Regions from separate parts of the Mus musculus genome. Here all the other regions are linked to region 1. A link is a contact called in public Hi-C and promoter capture Hi-C data. All regions are on one chromosome and are shown on one strand. The core of a region is the stretch at or near the end of the contact, and the rest is flanking DNA. Distances in the headings are between cores, read along the strand shown.

Region 1 (5,032 bases), core at 822-3,321:
TGCTAGCTAAAATTAAGACAACCACAGTCCTGGTCAGAATATCATGCTGCTTAGGTCCAGGAACTATCAACCCCACAGTCAGCCAGAAGAGTCATTCAGTCTTCTGCACACCCTAGGAACCCAAGAGGGGAAAGCTGCAATTTAAACACTTAAAACGAATACTTTCAATAGGAAGGCAAGTAGCAGACGATGTCTAGTAAGCAGAGTGTCACAGTGACAAAGGAGCTTCTTAAAGAACTAGAATGCAGTTACAAATGATGAGTAAAGGCAGGAGTACTCTGTTGTGTTAGTCTCCCATGACTTAAAACTAAAAGTACTTTATTTCATTTTATATATATAAAATATATGATATATATTTATATAATATATATACTATTTATATATTTTGTCTTGTTTTGTTTTTCGAGACAGGGTTTCTCTGTGTAGCCCTGACTGTCCTGGAACTCACTTTGTAGACCAGGCTGGCTTGGAACTCAGAAATCTGCCTGCCTCTGCTTCCAGAGTGTTGGGATTAAAGGCGTGCACCACCACTTCCCAAACTATCCCTCCATTTTAAATTTAAAACTTGGTAGCTCACAGTGGGCCTTAACTCCAGTGTGGTGTGGTGTGGTAGTGGTGGTGGTTGGGGGGGGGGGGTGTCTGACGGACTCTTCTGGTATTTAAGGGCAATGCACAGCCATGATGCACAGATGCAAGCAGAACACCCACACACATTAAATAAAAATAATTAAAATCTTTAAAAAAAAAAGAACTAAGTAAGATACACCATTAAAAACGACAAACCTAAAGCCAGTTAATCGATGACACAAGAAAACAAGGTGAAAGTTAAAAGAGACAGCAGAGCACACCGTCGCCTGTGTCTCGACAACATAGGTAGTGAAGATTAAGAAAGCATATGCAAAAATGGGACTTAACTGGGGCAGTCTGATTGTACTGTTATTTTGGATTTGCTGTATCTAACGGGGGCTGTTAAGAGAGAGAGAGAGAGAGAGAGAGAGAGAGAGAGAGCGAGCTTTCTTTGAGACATTAAGCCTATAGGTCTTGTTATGCCTCGGGAGATACCTGTCCTTCGAGTACACATTTCCTCATTTGATCAACTCTTTACCAAAGGCCGAGTCTGAGTGATTAATGCTTTCAGTGAAATAGCTTTTTGGAATCCCTAGCTACTCATCTGTCACTACCGGAATCTATTACACAAACTGAAGAATATACCACTTAAGCTTGCAGTGAACGGAAAAGATCATGTGGTGGATGGTTATAACACAAAATGCTTTGCGATGCTATGCTAATCTGTATAGGGCACAAAATAACTATGATACAATACATGCCATAAAAATGTTAAAAAGACAGAAGGGGGTCCTGTGGCACAAAGGCTTGAAACAAACAAAAAATCATAAATCCAATGCATCGTAACGTTCAAAACCGAAATCTAAACCACCCGGGGATATTTTTTTTAACTTACATCCTACCTATTTTTCTGTTCCTAAAAGCCAGCAACAAGCTGTCATTCATTCAACACTCATTCTATCCCTGAACCCGAGGGGTCGCGTAGGCGTAGCCGCGACTCCAGGCCGCTTCCCGCAGTCGGGCCCACTCCGCGTCGTCGCGGCGCGACCGGGGACTGCAGAGCCTCGGCGGCAGGGGTCCACAGCCCACTGCGCGGCTCGTAGGGAAGCCTAGCAGCCTGAAGGCAGGCCTCGATGTGCAGACCTCCGCGGGGAAGCACCAGGGTCCCCTGCTAGGCGGCACCATTACCTAGACGCGACGGTCCCGAAGGAGAAGCCGCTGCCCGCTCCGGTCCCGCCGGGGGCCACAGTGGTGGAGCCGAGGGTCCCAGACCCGAAGGAGAACCCCGTGGCCATGGCGGCCCTTGGCGCGAAGGCGTCAGCTAGGGTGGAGAGGCCTAGGACGCTTCTGTCCCTTCACTGCCGAAGAGGGACGTGCCACATAGCTGGTGCCCAGCGGGTACCGGGTGGGAAACAACCCCAAGCGGCGGTGCGGCAAGGCGAGGGCGGAGTGGGCGGAGCCACAGGCGAACGCATGCGCGACACCGCCCGCGCGCCGAACGCACTAGAAGCGCGCCCGCCGCGCAGGGAACCCTGGGATCGGAGTGGAAGCGGTACTCGTGTGAGGCCGGGCGGATGAGGTAAGGTGGGCGCCCCGCCTACTCGCTTAAAGCGCTAAGCCCCTGAAGTGCCCGGAGAGTCTCGCGGGATTTCGTGCTTTACTTCCTGAATGAAGGCCCTGGAGTGCGGCTTCGGTCCGGCCTCCTGTCAAAAGCCATGCGTAGAGTTCTAGAGTTGGAGAAGACCTTGGTCGTCACCTCACATTCCTCCAAGGGGACGTCTGAGTTTCATTTGGGTGTCGCTGCACCCGAGAAAAAAAGAGGGTGTCTACCTTTTGAGGGTCCAGAAATGTACGGGTTTTAAGTCGCACACGCTTCCGGTCAGCACCCCATGGTACTGCACGCTTGTGCTTCCTGCACGGAGGGTTCAGCGGGGCGGCGTGACACTGCCAGGCTCCTCTGCCTCCGAGTCTGAGGTCAGGACACTGTGCCCCAAATCCTAGTGGACGGTGAATGGGATGGGTGCCGTTCTTGGGGACCTTCCCTGAAGACTGCTTCCTGGCTATGTGGCTTTCCCATAACTTGGGGTATTTACGAGAGGAACTGCGAATTGGAAAGTGTAAGGACAGGGATGAGCGATCTGGCTGGAGAGCTGGCTCAGCACCGACTGCTCTTCCAGAGATCCTGAGTTCAATTTCCTAGCAACCACATGGTGGCTCACAACCATCTGTAAAGGGATCTGATGTCCTCTTCTGGTGTGTCTGAAGACAGCTACAGTGCACTCATACATAAAATAAATAAATCTGAAAAAAAAAAAAAACCCAGAGGGATGTAAATTAGAATGTACGGGCACCCGGAGCAACGTGGGCACCAAGAAATGCTTCTTAGCGGTGGTCTGGGGACACTGCCATCATATCATGGTTCTTTAATTCTCTGGCAGGAATTGGCATACTATTCCTGCAAGTGCGTTGACCAGCTGCCAAGTTTTGTTCGATGAAATTGATCCCATCATCAGACCCCTCAGATTTATGCTAAAGCACAATCCTCCCCATGGTAGTGATTCGAACAAAAGCCCAACGGTCTCTGAGTCTGGCCCTCAGTGCCCTTTATATGACAAATCCTTGGCACTTCTTTTCTCACAGCTCCCCCACAATTCAGCACTTGTTTTGTGTTGACCTTGAGCATTGCTACCTGCAGTTGGCTGAACCGGAACACCCTCCAGATTCATTGTAGAGCCCTGTCCTCTCCCCCAAATACTCATAGTGATGAAAACTCTGTTCCTCGCCATTTCCCTTTGGCAGGTCACAAAAGTTAGATGACGTCAAAAGGTGTGTTTGGCACATGATGTCATGTCAGCCATGAGCCATGCAAACTACAATAAGGAGTAACCTGGCAAGATATCTTTATTGGTGCAGTAGTGGCATGAATGTCCCAGTAAACTTTCCTTTTAACTGGAAAAAAAAAAACAAAAACAAAAAACCTAAGAGGAACCCAGATTTTTATTGAAAGGCTCCAAAACTTGAAAATACCAACATAAAATTAGCAAGAGCTACATGTCTGGCTCTGAGGACTCATAAGGTCAGTGAGAAAGGATGATTATTTTAAAATATAGTAGAGACTAATATATGTCTATGACCAGAAAAACTGTGGGCATATGGAATACTTTCAGTAATTCTGTAAATCTGTGACTTTAAAATTCAAAAATTACTGAAAAATCTCAACCTGACTCTAATAAAAGCTTGTGCAAAAAAAAAAAGAAAGAAAGAAAGAAAGAAAGAAAGCTTCAGAAGATACATTCAAATTATCATATATTCATGTATGATTTATGGCAAAGTTTAGCTATACAACAGTGATAGTTGACCCATATCCCACAGAGACAAAAAACCTGGAATTTTTGATCAATGGTATTATAATATATTGCATGCTAGTGGATACATAAAGTTTAAGACTAGACTTAAAAAGTCCCTTGCCTCTGTTAATGCTTCCCAATTGTATGTAATTCTGCCCCAGCAGCATGTGGTGTTGAGAGGTGCTACAATTTACAGAGTGTGGAAAGTTAACTGAAGAGGGGACTCCATCTATACACTTCTGGAGAAGCCCCCTCCATGCTGAGATAAGATTTCATATGCAGCTGTTTTGTACTCCTAACCCACTCCTGTAAGTAAGCCCGGTGAATTTGTTGGTTGCCCAAACGAGATATCGGTGGGATGTGTCCTTTGTCACTCCCTATCTGGAGTGAGTAGGTGTTTGTTCATATCTCCCCAGGAAAAGGTCACACAAAACCTAGTCTAGTGTAAGCAACCAAGCCTCCTCCAAAGGATCATCTAAGCACTCTTTGCCATGACATTGCTAATGTTTCTATTGTCTTCTATGTCCTTATACTGATCTGCATAATGTTTTTAGTAAGCTAAGCCTGATGAATATACAATCTCTTATTCCTCCCACCACTTCAAAAACAGTTCCTTATGTGCTTCTTTACTGATTTGAATTTAATTTTCTTTCTTTTTTTAACATTTATTTTTATTTTATGTATGTGAGTACACTGTAGCTGTCTTCAGACACACCAGAAGAGGGTATCGGACCCTATTTCAGATGGTTGTAAACCACCATATGGTTGCTGGGAATTGAACTCAGGACCTCTAGAAGAGTAGTCAGTGCTCTTAACTGCTGAGCCATCTCTCCAGCCCTTAATTTAATTTTCCTTGGAAGATTATCAGAATTATTTGAGGTTCATTACAGAGGCATATTGCACCAGCAAGGACTTGGTGCTTGCTACTTTAAAGTCTTGAGGCACCACTAGCCCCGGCCCAATTAAACACCATTTACCTCTTGAATGTTCTTGGATTAGATAATTCAAATGAATCCAGAATATAAATCTGCCTAGTGGCATTTTCATGGTTTTAATGTTTCCAACACAAGCTCTGCTCTTTCTGTTCTCATTGTCAAGGTGGATCCTTCTCTGGGGGC
Region 2 (5,032 bases), core at 1,568-4,067, 7.5 Mb after region 1:
GTTATGAAAACACTGCAAATAGAGAAAAGCCTCAAGAAGAAAAATACCCCGGGGAGGGGAGCTTTCCCCATTCTATGAAAATTTTACAAAACAGAAAGCCCCTCCGGAAAGTCATTTCTGTAAAGGCCTGCTAAATCTTATTATAGCCACACACCCAGCAAGCAAGTTACCTGCAGTCCCTGCCAGACAGGGAAAGTAGTCCCCCCCAGGGGGGGAAAGCAGAACCCTTGAGCAGAGTAAAACCATTTCCTTCACAAGACCCACGAGCGCGCACACCAGGCCAGAGGAAGCATACCTCGAAGTGGGGCTCTCGTGCCAACGGAGAGAGCACAGCCTTCTTTAGGTTTCGCTGCTGGGCAATGAATCGGATCAGGCAATTGGTTTCTGGAGAGCCCCGCACACCAACAGTGGAGCGGCGCCTGGCCTTCTGAAGGGAAGATGTTGACTTTCCTGCAAGTCAGAACGGAACATGGCAATGGTCAGAAGCTGGGGCTTGTGCTGGCGACGGGTCACCACAAGTGAGAAAACAGAGTCTGCACTTGTCACAGAGAACTAAGAACTACTGGCAGGGCAGTTCATGTAGAAACATCTGGACTGACTGCCACTTGACCCCCAATTCGTGTTTCTAGATCAGCACTTGGCACACAGAAGGCCACAAGCAGTTACTTCGTCTTCACTTGTGCCCCATATCCCCGATACAGAGAAGTCAGAGGTAACAGCTTGAAGCTAAGAATCTCTCCTTGTTTATAGGTACAACCATGCACAGTTGAAACTACAGTATGCTGTGGCTTTGCTCACTGTAGCCATCCAAGCTCTGAAACTATCACATGGGAACAGTTTAAAGCGATCTACGAACTGGAAGCATACCATTGCAAGCAGTGCACAGCCACTGTCTAACAACATCCAGCCCAGGACATGAATCGTCCTCTGAGTACAGTACTTATGCTGGGCATGCTGCACACTTAGTCACTCCCTCGAAATATTTTACTTTGGCCTCAAGAGCAGTGAGGCTAGCAATTCAGCTAAGCTTAGAAGTGCTTCCTGTAAGGGCCCATAAGGGATCTAAGTAGAGAGAGAATAGTTTGCAACGGTTAAGCTTGATTCTAAACGCATCTAGCTTGAGGGCATCTCGGAGAGGGTGTGCTTCTGAGAGCCTGTCCACAGATGAGTAGGCCACATCTCTTACTGTGGCTAATTTATAAATTCATAGTTTCAGTCCTAAAAACTCATGGTGGCCCTTGGAACAGAGTCCCGATGTGGGTTAGGGCTGGTGAGACCCAGCTATACCCTGCTCTTATTTTTTTCAAAATTCTTCTACTCTGGAATAAGCTACTTCTTCACCCTCAGCACGCCACCCTGAATTCTGCTCACACCTAAGCACACGAAAACGGACCCAGTCTTTTATGTGATAATTCTGAGCGGTAGAGAATGAGTGTCACTCTGGCTTCGCCTAGCTCACGGTGTGATTGGCTTCCAGTCTCGTTATCCTTCTTTATAATTGCTATTCTACAACCCAAAAGAACCCTAGCCCTAGATTTACTTCTCCATTGGGAATTTCATTCCTGAAGCTAAAGAAAATCATTATCTGGGTCAATTTTCTGTTTGGGATTTTTGAATGAGGCACACGGCCTTGTCACTTTTACCGGTTCTCAACTACCTTTCAATGCCCTCTGATTTTCATACACACTGTTTTCTAGGGTGCACACAAAGCACAACTGATTCAGAAACATTGCTCTATTTGCTGAGCTGTGCCGAACAAGCAAGTCTGCAGGGTCAGCATAAATACACACAGAAGGAGTGTCAGGCAGTACAGACATGTATAATTGGGGCCTACTACAGTTACTGTTAAATTTGAAAAAAAAAACTATGCAATCCAAGAACTTCTCTTACCGGAAGAGGTCTTAACAAAGCTTTCAGGTGTAATTCCCAACTGCTCTACGGTTACTGTGGTGAAGTCCAAAGGTGACTTAAAGGTATCAGGGGTGCAAAGATTAGGAGTCGCATCTGCTACATGCTTCTGAGGAGTCACAAACGGTTCAGTTCCCAATCTAAAAACGTCATTTTCTGAAAACGGACAGCACATTGGGGGTGTTAATACATCAAAACACTCAAATCTTCCATCTAACGAGGGCAACAGGTCACCACATACCAGAATTATTAAGGACACACTCCTTGGATTCAGAGAGAGGCTTGTCGTGTGAACTCGCATCCATCTAAAAGATGAGGAAGTTAGAGAAAAAAATGTGAAAAATAACCTCACTATAAGCCAAAAACAATGTGACAGAACTCTAAGGCAATCAATACCAGGGGACCACAGGCTGGGGCGTTCTGATTAAAGAAACGGCGGGAGGTACTATTGACTAAACAAAGCGGACCGAACTGATTTATCAGGGCTTTGCATCCCTGAACCCCGGCCGGATAGCAGGCCTACCTCTCCCGCCCAGGACCCTGCGCGTTCCCTCGGACGACTACGACAAGCGTCGCGGAGGCTCCGTTTCAGAGAGCACCAGAGGCCGGGGAAGGGAGCCGGGCTGGCCTCCTGCCGGCCGCTGCACACCAGACACACCACGTCCGGCCGAAGCGGTCAAGCTTCACTTGCCCGCCAGCAAATTCAAACCGCGGCCACGCCCCCGCGGAGGGATACCCACGAGCCGTGGACCACGTGTGACGTGGGTACCGCTCCCTCCGGGCCTCACCCTCGTGCTTTCGAACGGCGCAGGGAGACCTCCGTGGATCCCGGAAAAAACACGGCCAGCCCTAAATGACCCTGGCGAGACAGAGCTGCAGCAAAAAGGTGTCCTGGGGTCTACCAGTGAGTTCCGCGGAGCAACACTTCAAATGCCACCCCAAACCTTGGATTGGCTGCTGGAAACTTCGAAAATGAATCACTAGACCAATCGAGACAGAACCGCCGGATGGCTAGTTTACCCTATTAGCCAATCCCGATACCAACCGTTACCTCGGTGGGTGGGTACAGTAGAAGGGGCAAAAGCCTAGCGAGGAGCTGATTGGTCTATGGGACTTCGGCGTCCCGCCTCTTCCTTAGACCCAGTCTCTTTATGCAAATGAGCACTCCTACACTCCAACGTGCGCCTGCTCAGTAACGCTTAGAGCGGCCCTTTGCCCAGTAGGTTCTTCTCTGATTCGCTGATACTCCATTCCGTCAACCAGCCCTCAGCCTCTCTTTCCTTCCACCGCCGTCTAGTGTTACTCTGAGCCCACCCCCCAGCCGGACTCTGATTGGCTAAATACTGGCCGGTACAGCGTGTTGATTGGCGCAGCTCAGCGTCGGTCTGGGCGCGGTTGGGGGGAAGGGCCGCTAGCAGGCTGAGGAGCCTAGGGGCGGGGTGGGAAGGAGGATCGGCCAACCCCGGGGTGTGGGACTGAGGGTGCGTGCGTGAGGAGTGTGGGGCCGACCAGGAAGGTGGCGAAGGGCGGAGAGTCCGGGTGGGAGGCGGGAGGGGTCTCGCGGGCGCGGAGCGCGGCGGGTGGCGGGCCGGGAGCGAGGGTGGCGGCTCCCTCAGGACCCGGCGCGGGCGGCGCGATGCGGCGGGTCACGCTGTTCTTGAACGGCAGCCCGAGCAACGGCAAGGTAAGCGGTAGCGGGGGCGCGACCCGGGGACCCCCGCAGCCTCCGACAGCCCGGGGCTGCTCTGCCGGCGGGGCTCCGAGGCGCCACTGTCACCTGAGCAGCTGGCCGAGGTCCCCTCCCACCTTCCCGCTGCGCCTTCCTGTCCTTATCGGTGCTGAGTAATGCTCTGCCCGGGGAGGAGGCAGTGATCATGGAGGCGGGTGACCCTGGCCAGGTCGGGAGAAGAAAACTCCAGGGGACAGTCGAGTGACATCCTCAGAATGTGGACCTGGTCTGAACCACTTTCCTTCTCTCTCAAGGTGCCCCGGGCCCCTTGCCCCGCCACCGTGCAAACTTTTATACATGTTTTACTGTGCCGCCTTGTTTTTGATTCCTTAGAGGACAGTGACAGCAGACCTTCGGAATGACTTGATTTGACAGTAGCCTTAGCTGCATTTAGGCCTCTGTGGAGGGCGTGGTGCTAAATATTTTTCCGATGTTGCAGCTGCCTCTTGCCCCACCCTTGAAAGTTATTCTTTGGAAAATGTTGGCTGTTTCTGGCGGACTAGTAATGTGTGGTTAAATGACTGCCCCACACATACCTAAGCCTGATTAAAGTCTCAAAAGTAATGAACCCTTTTAAAGTTTCAGTTCAAGGTACATTGGCTCCACTCTGTAATTGACCAGAATACTCTGATTGCCCCGCGTATACATAGCAGAACTAACTATTCAAGGGCATTAAAGTGGTGCGGGGGAAGGGGGTGATGAGGGGTAGGGGAGCGATGTCCTTCAACCACTCTGCAGTTTTGAATAAACAGATTCTGGAAATCTGATCCACAGTGGGGTTTGTGCTCTGCGATTTTATTTTCTTAAAGATTGGATATTCACACAAAAATAGTAGCCACATAAGCTCAGCCAGTGCTTCAGAAATACAGGCTAAAAAGGCTGTCACTTCTGATCATCAGCTGTTCCTGGGCCACGCTGTAGTTGGCTAGTAGACTGTGTCGGTTTTTATTGAGAGATTTAGTGTGCCCAGTGTTAACAGTCGTATTGATAAGCACTTTTCACCAGTGTCGACTCTTGTGTGACTCCCTGAAGTCGAAGTGATCAGAGTTCCTCATAAGTGCTCAGCTCTGCTCTAAATCTCTTCTGAGTTCACTGTATGCTATTGTCACTGTAAAACTGAGTGGCTTGCTCTGGGTATATTATTTAAATTTTTAAAAACTTTGGTTTTGTCTGTGAGTTTCCAGGTTAATTTTATTTACTTAGTAAAAAAATGTTGAGAATCTCCGAAGATTGGGGAAAGTACTTCTCAAATGAGTATGGGCACATATGCATTACAATGATCATAGGACTGAGCCGAAGAATATTAACATTTAATATTTTTAAAAAAACTATGTCCCACCATGTCCTAAGCTAGAGAACATGTTGCAAGGCTGTTTCCTCTCCTTTCAGAAGGTG
Region 3 (5,032 bases), core at 1,822-4,321, 6.8 Mb after region 1:
CACTAACTTTATTGGGGAGGCAGAGGCAGGCGGATGGATCTCCGAATTCAAGAACAACCTAGTCTACATAGCAAATTCAAAGCCAGCTAGGGACAGACAGGCAGACAGACACAGACAGACAGACAGACACACACACATCCTCTCCCTCTCAAATACACACACATACACACACAGAGTCCACAAACTATATTAAATATTTCTGAGCAAAGAATCCCTTTTGAGATTATTTGTCTCTATCACAAAAGATCACCTCAGACTGCACGCAAGACCTTGACATTTCAAAACTTTAGATACGTTCTGAAATAAATTAGCAAGTTTCTATCTCAAAAAAAGTCCCCACAGTAATTTGTTCTATCTTATCTGTCTTAACCACACGCACAAATCCCTGCAGCACAGTAAAGTGAATCATGTGGACCAGCAGCCATGTCGACCAGTGCCACATCCCAAAGCAGTGGAGTTCAAAAGAACCAGAGCCCCCCACAGAGTAAGAGGTGCTGCTGGGAGCGGTTCTGAGCTAAGAGCTGCTGGCCTCTGTTTCTCTGTTTTATCGAAAAATAACACATAAACATGAAGACCAGTCATTTATATGTAGAATGTATGTAACAAAGACACCTTAGTCACACAAACCTTAGAGCACTGACTGCTGGACATCTACTTCATTAACTCAATGAAAAAAAAAAAGATAAGCAAGACATAAGAAGATATACAGACTTTTCAGAAAGGTGATTTTTTTTAAAGCTATCATCCCACCTCTCAGAAAGCAAACACAAAACACTGAGTTCCTTCAGCACCCAGGACTTTTAAGTCGATAGTCGTCACTGTTAAAATGTCTTACCTTCTGCTACGTCATCATCTACTGCTCCTTTCACCTGAGAAAAACACCACTGAATATCATTCCCTCCTCCAGCTCCTGGAAGAAGAAAACATAGCAATTAAAACTGAGCTCTGTTCTGTTTACGCTTATAAACACAGAGATGGTTCCCGAGGCTGGCATCATAACTCCCTATGTAACTACCACTGAGCCCACAGATTTGGAACCAAATTGGCCTCCAATAGTTGGTAGTGTATTAAAAACAAGTCTGCAGGTACGAAATATCCAAAGACATACAGCCTACCAGTAATTATCATCATACAGATATTTAAAACCTCACTTCCACTTTTCCCTCTCCTTAAAGACAGTCAGAACCTTTCAAGTTAAAACCTACCAGGAAAAAACAAAAACAAAAACAAAACCAACCAAAGCACCAAAGTTAGTTTTCCTTTAAATGTACAAAAGGCCTACAAAAGAGTTATAAGGCTAAACTACCATGAAATATAGAACGAAGAGAAAACTTCGGGAACATTACTGCCTGAGAGGATGATTCATGTGGACTAAGCAAACACAACACCCATTTCTTTGCATTCGTTAGGAGCAAATCACTGGTTGCAGACAGAGGAAAAGGGGCGGAAATGCACGCCTGGGAAGAGATGGTCAAAGGAGGCTGCTCCTGCCACATTCACCTACTGCATCCAAAGGACCCAGAAAAAAGCAACCTTATTCGTTGCTCATCTCCTACAATACAGTTCCAATTATCATTTCATTGTTCAGCAAGGTCAAAGGGCAGCCTGTTTATATAGCAAACTGTAAACCAGTCCAGCATAACTTCTTTAAAGGTTCTATTATCTATGCAAATATTGAAAAGAAAGGAAAATTGGTTTAATCTCCGACACTCACTGCTCAGCACTGAAGAGGAAATGGGGGGATGGGGGCACCCCGGGATTTCTGGAAAAGAAACTCAATCTCAATCCAGAATTACTCTATGAGAGGAAGGGCTTCAAGACTAAATTGTACAAAGATAACCGACTCTCAAACGACATTAAACCTCGCTTTTCCTTTACCCATTCCTTGCTAAATTATTCTCAATCAGGCTTTCTCCCCCCGCACCCCCCCCGTCCCCCCTCAGCAAGGTTTTATAAAATCCCTCTCCCTTTGGCTATTTATATCGGCGAACTCCACAACTATTTTAACTCCAAGAAACCCTTCTGGGAAAAGGACATCTGCCCAAACGCTACCGTGCAAAATGCAAAGTTTAAATTACCTTTCTCTCCCACCCAGCCCCCACCCCAATCCTTGCAACTTCTATTAAAGGCTTAGCATTCGTGAGTGGCAAAAAAATAAGACACGGGAAGGGAGCAAAATCGAAAACGAAATTCAGGCTTACACCCTCAAAACCTGACCTACCCCATTAATGTTTGTGTGGTGCTGGGGGTTGGGGGGGGGGTGACCGTGAGTTGGGGGGGTGGGGGTATGCCTCCATTGTATTTTAACTTGCAAAGCTGTCTTCCTTCTTATCGGTCCAGAATACATTTCTACAGAAAGGTTCTCAGTAGACCGGGAAGAGGAATGAATATGTAAGGAAGAGCGGAGGGAGCAGGGTGCAGAGGGGACCCATCTGCACGCCTGCACCCGCCCCACCCACGCCGTCTCCCACCCCCAACGCACCCGTGCCGTGTTCCTGTAGTGCCAGGCCCCGGGCCCGGCCTCCAGGCCCCACAGTCCCAGCTCAGTGCCAGGCCCGCCCGCCCGCCCCACACTCGGCCAGCGCCCCAGGCCGAGGCCCCGCCACCACGGTCGCTAGGGGGTGACGGAGAGCGCGCAGAGGAAGCGGCACGGCACCCTGTCAGCCGCCCAAGGGCCGTTTCTTCTTTACCTGCCATGTCGCGCTGCAAATGGTGACCCTGCCGGGCTCGTCGGGGTCTCCGCGACCGGGGCTCAGCCCCCACACCTGGGGATGGGGGGATCGAGGGCGCGGATGGAGGCGGATGGCACCTGAGGGGGGAGGGGACCGGGACCGGGGCGGAAAGGAAGCGGCCCGGGTGGAGCGGTCGGCAGGATGGTGGCGTTCACTCAGGGGCGTCCCGTCTCGTGCTCCTTCTCTCGCGGTGGAGACGGCAGCGGCGGCAGTAGCGGCGGCGGCGGCGGTAGTAGTGGCGGCGGCAGCGGCGGCTAGGACAGCGACGGCGGCCGCGGCGGCAGGGACAGGCGACTCCACTTTCAAAATGGCGCCCGCTGGCTGGCCGGTGACGTCACTTGAGGGGGCGGAGCGTCTTTGGGGCGGGTCGTGCTGTGTTAGCCACGCCTCCTTCTTGTCTTGCTTTCGCCCCGCCCCGCCCGCTAGGATCCTTGAGAAGGTCCCTGTACAGAGCTAGAGCTGCACTTAGTTTGCTGTGGCTGTGGGCTGGATGTGCCAAGCCGCGGTGCCCAAGTGGCCAAGGCCTGGCCTGTCTGCACCTCTCACTGTCCCAAGCCGTAGAGCCAAGGCCGGAACTTTGGGATGGCCTCATATGTTCACTTATGCTCAACCACATGGTGAGCTGGCCCTCTCGAGAGAATACCCCTTTTGTTGCTCCAGTGACCCTGTGGGTGAGCCCCGGAGGCACCAAAATTAAGGGAGAGTGATGCATACTTGCCACTGCCTGCCCAAGGTGAGAGTTCACTGAGCCCAGAAGGACACAACTGGACTGGTTCCATCTGGGTGAATTAGGTTACCTTCCCATGGACTAGAGCCCTTGGCTACTGCGAGCAGTTAAGAATAGCTCGCCACAGAAATTGGATGTTGTGAATGCCGCAAAAAGTAGCCAAGGTCTTTTCAGATAAAAGTGGTAAAATCAATGATTAAGAAGGTATGTTCTGCTGGGCAGTGGTGGCATACACCTTTAATCCCAGCACTTGAGAGGCAGAGGCAGGCGGATTTCTGAGTTCAAGGCCAGCCTGGTCTACAGAGTGAGTTCCAGGGTAGCCGGGGCTACACAGAGAAACCCTGTCTTGAAAAACCAAAAGAAGAAGAAGAAGAAGGAGGAGAAGGAGGAGGAGGAGGAGGAGGAAAAAGAGGAGGAGGAGGAAGAGGAAGATATGTTCTTCTGGCCGTGGTGACACATTCCTATAATCTCAACAGCGCTTGTATTCATTTAAGAGGTTCTAGAGTTCAAGGACAGCTGAGTTTGAGGCTAGCCTGGGCTATCTATAGAAGACTCTGCCTAACATACATACATCAAACACATGCAAAAAATTAAAATAAATCCATTTAAATGTAGCCTCTTCCAGTCAGACTCTCTGACATTCCCCCCCCCCTTTCCTATTCACCTTTAACTAGGTCAAATGCCCTTTCTTAGTAGTGCCAAGCTCTCCTCCTAGAGAGAGGGAGGGGAAGGAGGCAGAGGCAAGCAGATTTCTGGAGGTCAGCCTGGTCTACAGAGCTAGTTCCAGGACAGCCAAGTCCACACAAAGAAACTCTGTCTTGAAAGACAGAAGGAGGGCTGGGTAGATGGCCTAGTGGTTAAGAGCACTGACTGCTTTCCCAAAGGTCCTGAGTTCAATTCCCAGCAGCCACATGGTGGCTCACAACCATCAGTAATGGGATCTGATTCCCTCTTCTGGTGTGCCTGAAGACAACAACAATGTACTCATCTTAAAACAGTTAAAAAAAGAAAGAAAGAAAGAAAGAAAGAAAGAAAGACAGGAGGAAGAGGAGGAGGAAAGAGAACAACAACAAAATGTGTCAGGTCCAAAGGAAACTTCCCAAACTGCAAAAGGCAGTTCAAATATCCAGAAATGAGCTCAGCCTGGACTATAGGAGGATTTCTGGAAGTTAGATTAAAAAAAAAAAAAAAAAAAAAAAAAAACAGCATTCTTCAGGAACTTGTGAAGCCAGGGGCCCTCTACCAAAAATGTCATTTCCCTCACTTCTGGCAAAAAGGAGATATAGCTACCTACGTTGCCTAACTGTATATCAAAGCACATGCTGGTATCCCAAGATCCTGTGGCACATTTCAGTCCACGCTAGTGTCCTGCCCTTCTTACCTCTCCTCTACTGTAAACTCCAGCCCTCGGGTGTTTCTCTCCCAAGCTACTCCTCCTTATGACCCTGCTATTCTGGCTGTTTCCTCTATATTTTATCCTCTGCTATTATTCTTCCCTCTCCGGCATGTTCAGTCTGTGCTCTGGACTCTTCCAGATGCCTCTGGCCACTCTCTCATATCTACAACAAAACCC
Region 4 (5,032 bases), core at 1,035-3,534, 5.6 Mb after region 1:
ATCTCCCACCCCTCTGACTTAAGTTAAATGTTAACAGGCTGCTGATGTTTAAATGGACCAATCATGTGAAACTGCGCCAATTCCTCCCCCAGTCCCACTCCTTTTCTATAAAAACCCCTAGCTTCCAAGCCACTGTCTCCTGTGTGAGATACCGGAGCTCCGCCATTAAAATACCCGTGTTGTTACATCAAGGTGTTGTGTTCTATTCGTGATTCTTGGGTGCACGCTGAATTGGGAGCTGAGTCGGGGTTTCCCCACTAGGTTCTTTCTTTTTTTTTTTCCATTTTTTATTAGGTATTTAGCTCATTTACATTTCCAATGCTATACCAAAAGTCCCCCATACCCACCCACCCCCACTCCCCTACCCACCCACTCCCCCTTTTTGGCCCTGGCGTTCCCCTGTACTGGGGCATATAAAGTTTGCGTGTCAACTAGGTTCTTTCAATGTCTAGTTCTAAATAAGTCTAAGCGATGGATGTCCTTCTTCATAGAACAAAGCTGGCTGGAATGAATTGACAAATGGCTAACATATTATTGGCTATTTGCAGGAATCATGAGTGAGTCAGCTACTCTTTTACAAGGTAGAATAAGGTTTCTACTAGGCAATGGTAGAACAGTATGTTTTGTTGAGGAAGATGTCTTTGAATCGGAGGCCTCACTACTTCAAACTCTGCTACAACTCTGCCTCCTGTTGTAATAGGGCCCAGACCTTAACAGAACTGACTCCATGATGAAAGTGTCATTCAGGCTATAAAACTCAGCACATAGACCTGTCAAAATGAAAACAAAGATCTAATCCATCAGAGTCCATAGTTCTGGGAAAGTCTCTAAATGCACTAAGCTTGCTTTCTGACTTCTGTAGTTCTTGTTAACTGAGGAATGTCAACCCAGAACATGTTTTTTTGTGTGTTTAAAAGCTCACCCTGAGGAAAGACTGAGAAAATGTTGCACTGGGATCCCAAACATCCAGTGTAGTATCCGGCCAACTAAAAAAGACTTTCTATTGGTTTAAACCCATGTTGGAGCAGTCTTCTCTGGTGGATAGCCTACAACATTGACCAGCACCAGGAAACCCAGAATGATAGTGGGTTTTGTAAAGTGAAAGAATTAGAACAATAGTGGAAACTGCTTAGTGGGAGACTCTGGCTAGTTTCTTCTTTTGAGAGAGTTAAAGCCAAAGAGGGGACATTTTTACCATCAGGTTCTACTTGCCTAGAATTTCCTGCTCTATGAAAGACTAGGCTCTCCAGGGACGGTAAAACTCCTTTTCTGTAGCCCTTTTGTGTGGTCTGACTTTTGGAGCTTGTTGGAGGGATACAGCCCGAAATGGACTCTCATATTTTTTCTTTATCAGAAATAAGAAAAACTTCCAAGTCAAACCTAGGAAGGCTGTGGAATTTTGTAAATTTATAGCAAGAGGTTCTGAACTTCAGAAGTTTGGTATTTGTTCAGTCTTGTAGGTAATAAGGAGCAGACATTAGATTTAAAGGAACAAAAAATAGCCCTACTCGGAATCCCAAAAAAGGAGAGTGTCTCTGGGTAGTAACAGTAACAATTCATTTGAGAACCTTCTGTCCTCGATGCAATTTAGTTCATTGTTTGACTGGGCAAGACAGTGCAGCATTTCTTCCATCTTGTATTCTTGCTGAGGCCATCTCAGGCTTAGATAGGGTTTGATGAACATTACCTAACTCTATTCTGACTAGTTTGGTCAAGTCAACAAACAAAAAACACAACAAAACCCTCACCTATGTCAAGTAATGGGAGAATGAGTTTATTTAAAAATTGGTTCTTGGGGCTGGTTAGATGGCTCAGTGGGTAAGAAAGAGCACTGACTGCTCTTCCGAAGGCCCGGAGTTCAAAACCCAGCAACCACATGGTGGCTCACTATCGTCCGTAATGAGATCTGATGTCCTCTTCTGGTGTGTCTAAAGACAGCTACAGTGTACTTACGTATAATAATAAATAAATCTTTTAAAAAAATTGGTTCTTACTGAGTGCCTCCTGAGGAAATGGTTACAGGGACCCTTAACCATGCATGAAAAAGGCAGTTTCTGCACGCATGGAGCCCATATTGGGTTGAGTGGGAAGACATAAAAAGCGATGACCAACTCTCGTGTCCACTTAGTAGAGCCTCTGAAAATAAAGTCTGCCCTTAGTATTTTTTCTTTATGACTTCAAACAAGATGTATTTCCCCAGCTAATTTCTTTCAACCAGACGCTTGAGCGGAATCCTCAAAATCCCCGGGACACCTGCTCTTCCGCCAACACCCTTCCCTTCGCCAGGACTAAAGATGGCGCTGACAGGACGGCGTTGTGACGCGACGGCACGTCCGCCGGAAGTGTCCTGAGGAGAGCCTGGAAGCCGGCTCACCCTCGCGCCGGCGGTATCTCAAGCTTCGCGTTTTGAGTAGGAGTCGCCACTCTTCTACCAGGATCATGGTGTTCTACTTCACCAGCAGCAGCGGTGAGTGACGCCGGGGCCCCTGCTTCCAAAGCCGGCATTCCCCAGCCGCCGCGCTGGGCTTGGACTTAGTCCTGAACCGCGTCCTTCCGCGGGCACCTCTCCCAGAGCCTTCTGGTTCCCTGCTTGGCCGTCCCCTCGGCTGCCTGGTCGTCCCCTGGCCCCGGTGGTCGCGGCGGGAATGCGCCCCCGCTTTCTTTATACCCGGTAATCATTCTCGTCCCCACTTGACAGACCCGCCAACGCTTCCTGGACGTGTGTGCGTTCCAGCCTAGTCCCCCACGTCCCCGTCGCAAGCCTTTGCCCTAGCGTTCTGCCCGCACCTTGGAGCGATGCTTGACCAGTGCGACAGGTGCCAGCAGATGTCTCCTGCAGGAAGAGTAGCTTGCCCTCCTACGCAGGGAGGGCCTGGGGTGCCGCGGAGAGCAATCGGAGGGCTGGAATGTTAGTACAGCCCCTCCCTGGGCAGAGGTGATGGTCCAGTGGACGTCTGCTAAGGCTACTGGGTTGGTTTTGGAAGGCCAGAAAGAGCTGTTTCGGTTTCCAGGAAATGCCGCGTCAACTTAGTTTCTCTGCCCATATTGTCCAGAATCAATTTCTAATTTTAAACTCTCACCCCATTAAAATAGCGCTTGCCTTTTTGAAGACACTGTGTGAGACCCAGTTTCCTCGTCAAGATAAAATATGCATTTCTTTCTGGACCCCCCTTAACATTCCTTTAGGACTGCTCTCATGTGGTATTAAAAGGTGTCTGCTTGAGCTACCGGGCAGGTCTCTTGAGGGGCAGTCTGTCTTGTCTCCTTAGCATAGTGCCCTACTTACACAGTTGGCTGCTGTGTTGATTTTTGCCCCTTCTTGAGACAGTGAGTGGCTCAGGTTGCTTCAAACATAGACTCTCCTGCCTGAAGGCTCCCTGACGTTGGCATTACTTTCTAGGTCCCCAGATCTGGAGTTATTGTTTGGTGGTTTTGTCTCTTAGTACTTTTTAGTTTGTTTATTTTTGAGACAGGATCTCATTATGTAGCCCTTGGCTGGCCTAGAACTCACAGTGTAGATCAGGCTGGCTTTGAATTCATGCTACCCTCTGCTCTGCCTCCCCAGTGCCGGGATTAAAGGCATGTACTACCTAGCCTTTCATGATACTTTTAACTGAAGCATTATTTTGTGAAGCGTCCTTCAGTGTGAGGTGTTTGTTTGTTTTTCTTTTTTGTAGCCATGCTACTTCTAAAAATTATTTTATGTCTGTAGGTATTTTTCCTACATGCGCATCTACATACTACTTGTGTGCCTAGTGCCTATCAAGGCCAGAAGAGGATGATAGATCCCCTGGAACTGGAGTGACAGACAGTTGTTTGAGTTAGAGTGTTTGTCTAGTATTCCTGAAGTCTGGGGTTTGATCTCTAATACCACAGAAACTGAGTATGTGGTCCACTCCTGGAATCCTGTGATCCAGGAGGTGGGGGCAGAAACTCCCTGGCCTTCTAAATGTATGGTCCCTTGGTCCCTCCCTCCACCCCTCCTCTCTCTCTCTCTCTCTCTCTCTCTCTCTCTCTCTCTCTCTCTCTTGCATTTTTCGAGACAGGGTTTCTCTGTGTAGCCCTGGCTGTCTTGGAACTCACTCTATAGATATAGACCAGGCTGGCCTCGAACTCAGAAATCCGCTTGCCTCTGCCTCCCGAGTGCTGGGATTAAAGGCGTGCGCCACCACCGCCCAGCGAATGTATGGTCTCTTAACTTTTATTTGTTTTTTGTTTTTTGTCAGTCTCAGATAGACCAGACTGCCCTAAGCCAGCCTCCGTAGCTAAGGACAGCATGAATTCCAGACCCTTCTCCCACTCAAATGCTGGGACTATAGGCATACAACACCATCACTGCCCTGTGTGTGTTCTGCTCAGGGGTACAGACTCTCCAGCCAACTCTGTTTCTATCTACCAGGTCTTGTGCTTTGTAGACTGAACACCATCTCACAAATTTAGCTCCATTTAGGGTCCAGCAAGTTTTGGTAGGGTGTGTACCTAGTTCTTTCAGTCCTAATCTTGTACTTTAGAATCAAGATTAAGGAAAGCTTTCTAAGCAACAAAATGCTCATTACTTCAATGTAAAAACTAGGATTTAGCTTGTTTGAGGTAGCTGGAGGGCGTTAGAGCCAGTGTTTGGAGAAGTTTGAGAACTGTGGTTCCCCTGAGTGGAACAGGGCATCCACCATCGTAGCACAATGAGATATAAGCAATGCCAGCTAGCTAAGTTTTAAGAATACATTATATTCATTACATATACTATGCACACACACATAGACACACGTTTTTATATAGTTGTTTTGAGACAGGGTTTCTTTGTGTAGCCCTGGCTGTCCTGGAACGCACTCTGTAAACCTGGCTGACCTCAAACTCAGAGATCCACCTGCCTCTGTCTCCCATGTGTAGGGATCTGTTTTTAAATGTTTGTAGAAGAGATTGTTGTTCATTATGGGGAATGGTTGTTGTTGTTGTCATTATTGTCATTATCGTTGAAGAAGGCAAAAGTATAGGGCTGAGCTGGAAATTGCCATTAAACTTTATCCCTTAAGAG

What was found. Promoter capture Hi-C pulls out the DNA fragments that hold promoters and counts their contacts. Hi-C and Micro-C count contacts between places; a contact is called where the count stands out from the background.
Region 2: a promoter capture Hi-C map of pre-B cells shows a contact between it and region 1, with 4 times the contacts expected there. The contact joins the promoter of Cdca2 here to the promoter of Nupl1 in region 1. A contact is called at or near these places in 1 of 39 promoter capture datasets (pre-B cells) and 2 of 484 Hi-C or Micro-C datasets (CD8 T cells and muscle stem cells).
Region 3: a contact with region 1 is called in a Hi-C map of B cells, with 5 read pairs. The contact joins the promoter of Ppp2r2a here to the promoter of Nupl1 in region 1. A contact is called at or near these places in 2 of 484 Hi-C or Micro-C datasets (B cells and CD4 T cells).
Region 4: a promoter capture Hi-C map of pre-B cells shows a contact between it and region 1, with 3 times the contacts expected there. The contact joins the promoter of Ccdc25 here to the promoter of Nupl1 in region 1. A contact is called at or near these places in 2 of 39 promoter capture datasets (the C10 cell line and pre-B cells) and 3 of 484 Hi-C or Micro-C datasets (CD4 T cells, CD8 T cells and regulatory T cells).

The regions. Positions count from the first base shown.
Region 1 is chr14:60,249,408-60,254,439 of GRCm38.p6, forward strand. Nupl1 (nucleoporin like 1) reads right to left here and starts at 2,072. Exons shown (of 15, transcript NM_170591.2): 1 at 1,756-2,072. The coding sequence starts at 1,862. Gm38641 (a long non-coding RNA gene) reads left to right here and starts at 2,067. Exons shown (of 3, transcript XR_874661.1): 1 at 2,067-2,146.
Region 2 is chr14:67,712,793-67,717,824 of GRCm38.p6, forward strand. It overlaps Cdca2 (cell division cycle associated 2), which reads right to left and starts at 2,818. Exons shown (of 15, transcript NM_001110162.1): 1 at 2,432-2,818; 2 at 2,150-2,213; 3 at 1,891-2,064; 4 at 296-450. The coding sequence starts at 2,213. It overlaps Kctd9 (potassium channel tetramerisation domain containing 9), which reads left to right and starts at 3,306. Exons shown (of 12, transcript NM_001111028.1): 1 at 3,306-3,592. The coding sequence starts at 3,545.
Region 3 is chr14:67,069,400-67,074,431 of GRCm38.p6, forward strand. Ppp2r2a (protein phosphatase 2, regulatory subunit B, alpha) reads right to left here and starts at 3,072. Exons shown (of 10, transcript NM_028032.3): 1 at 2,691-3,072; 2 at 836-910. The coding sequence starts at 2,697.
Region 4 is chr14:65,835,018-65,840,049 of GRCm38.p6, forward strand. It overlaps Ccdc25 (coiled-coil domain containing 25), which reads left to right and starts at 2,285. Exons shown (of 9, transcript NM_145944.5): 1 at 2,285-2,467. The coding sequence starts at 2,440.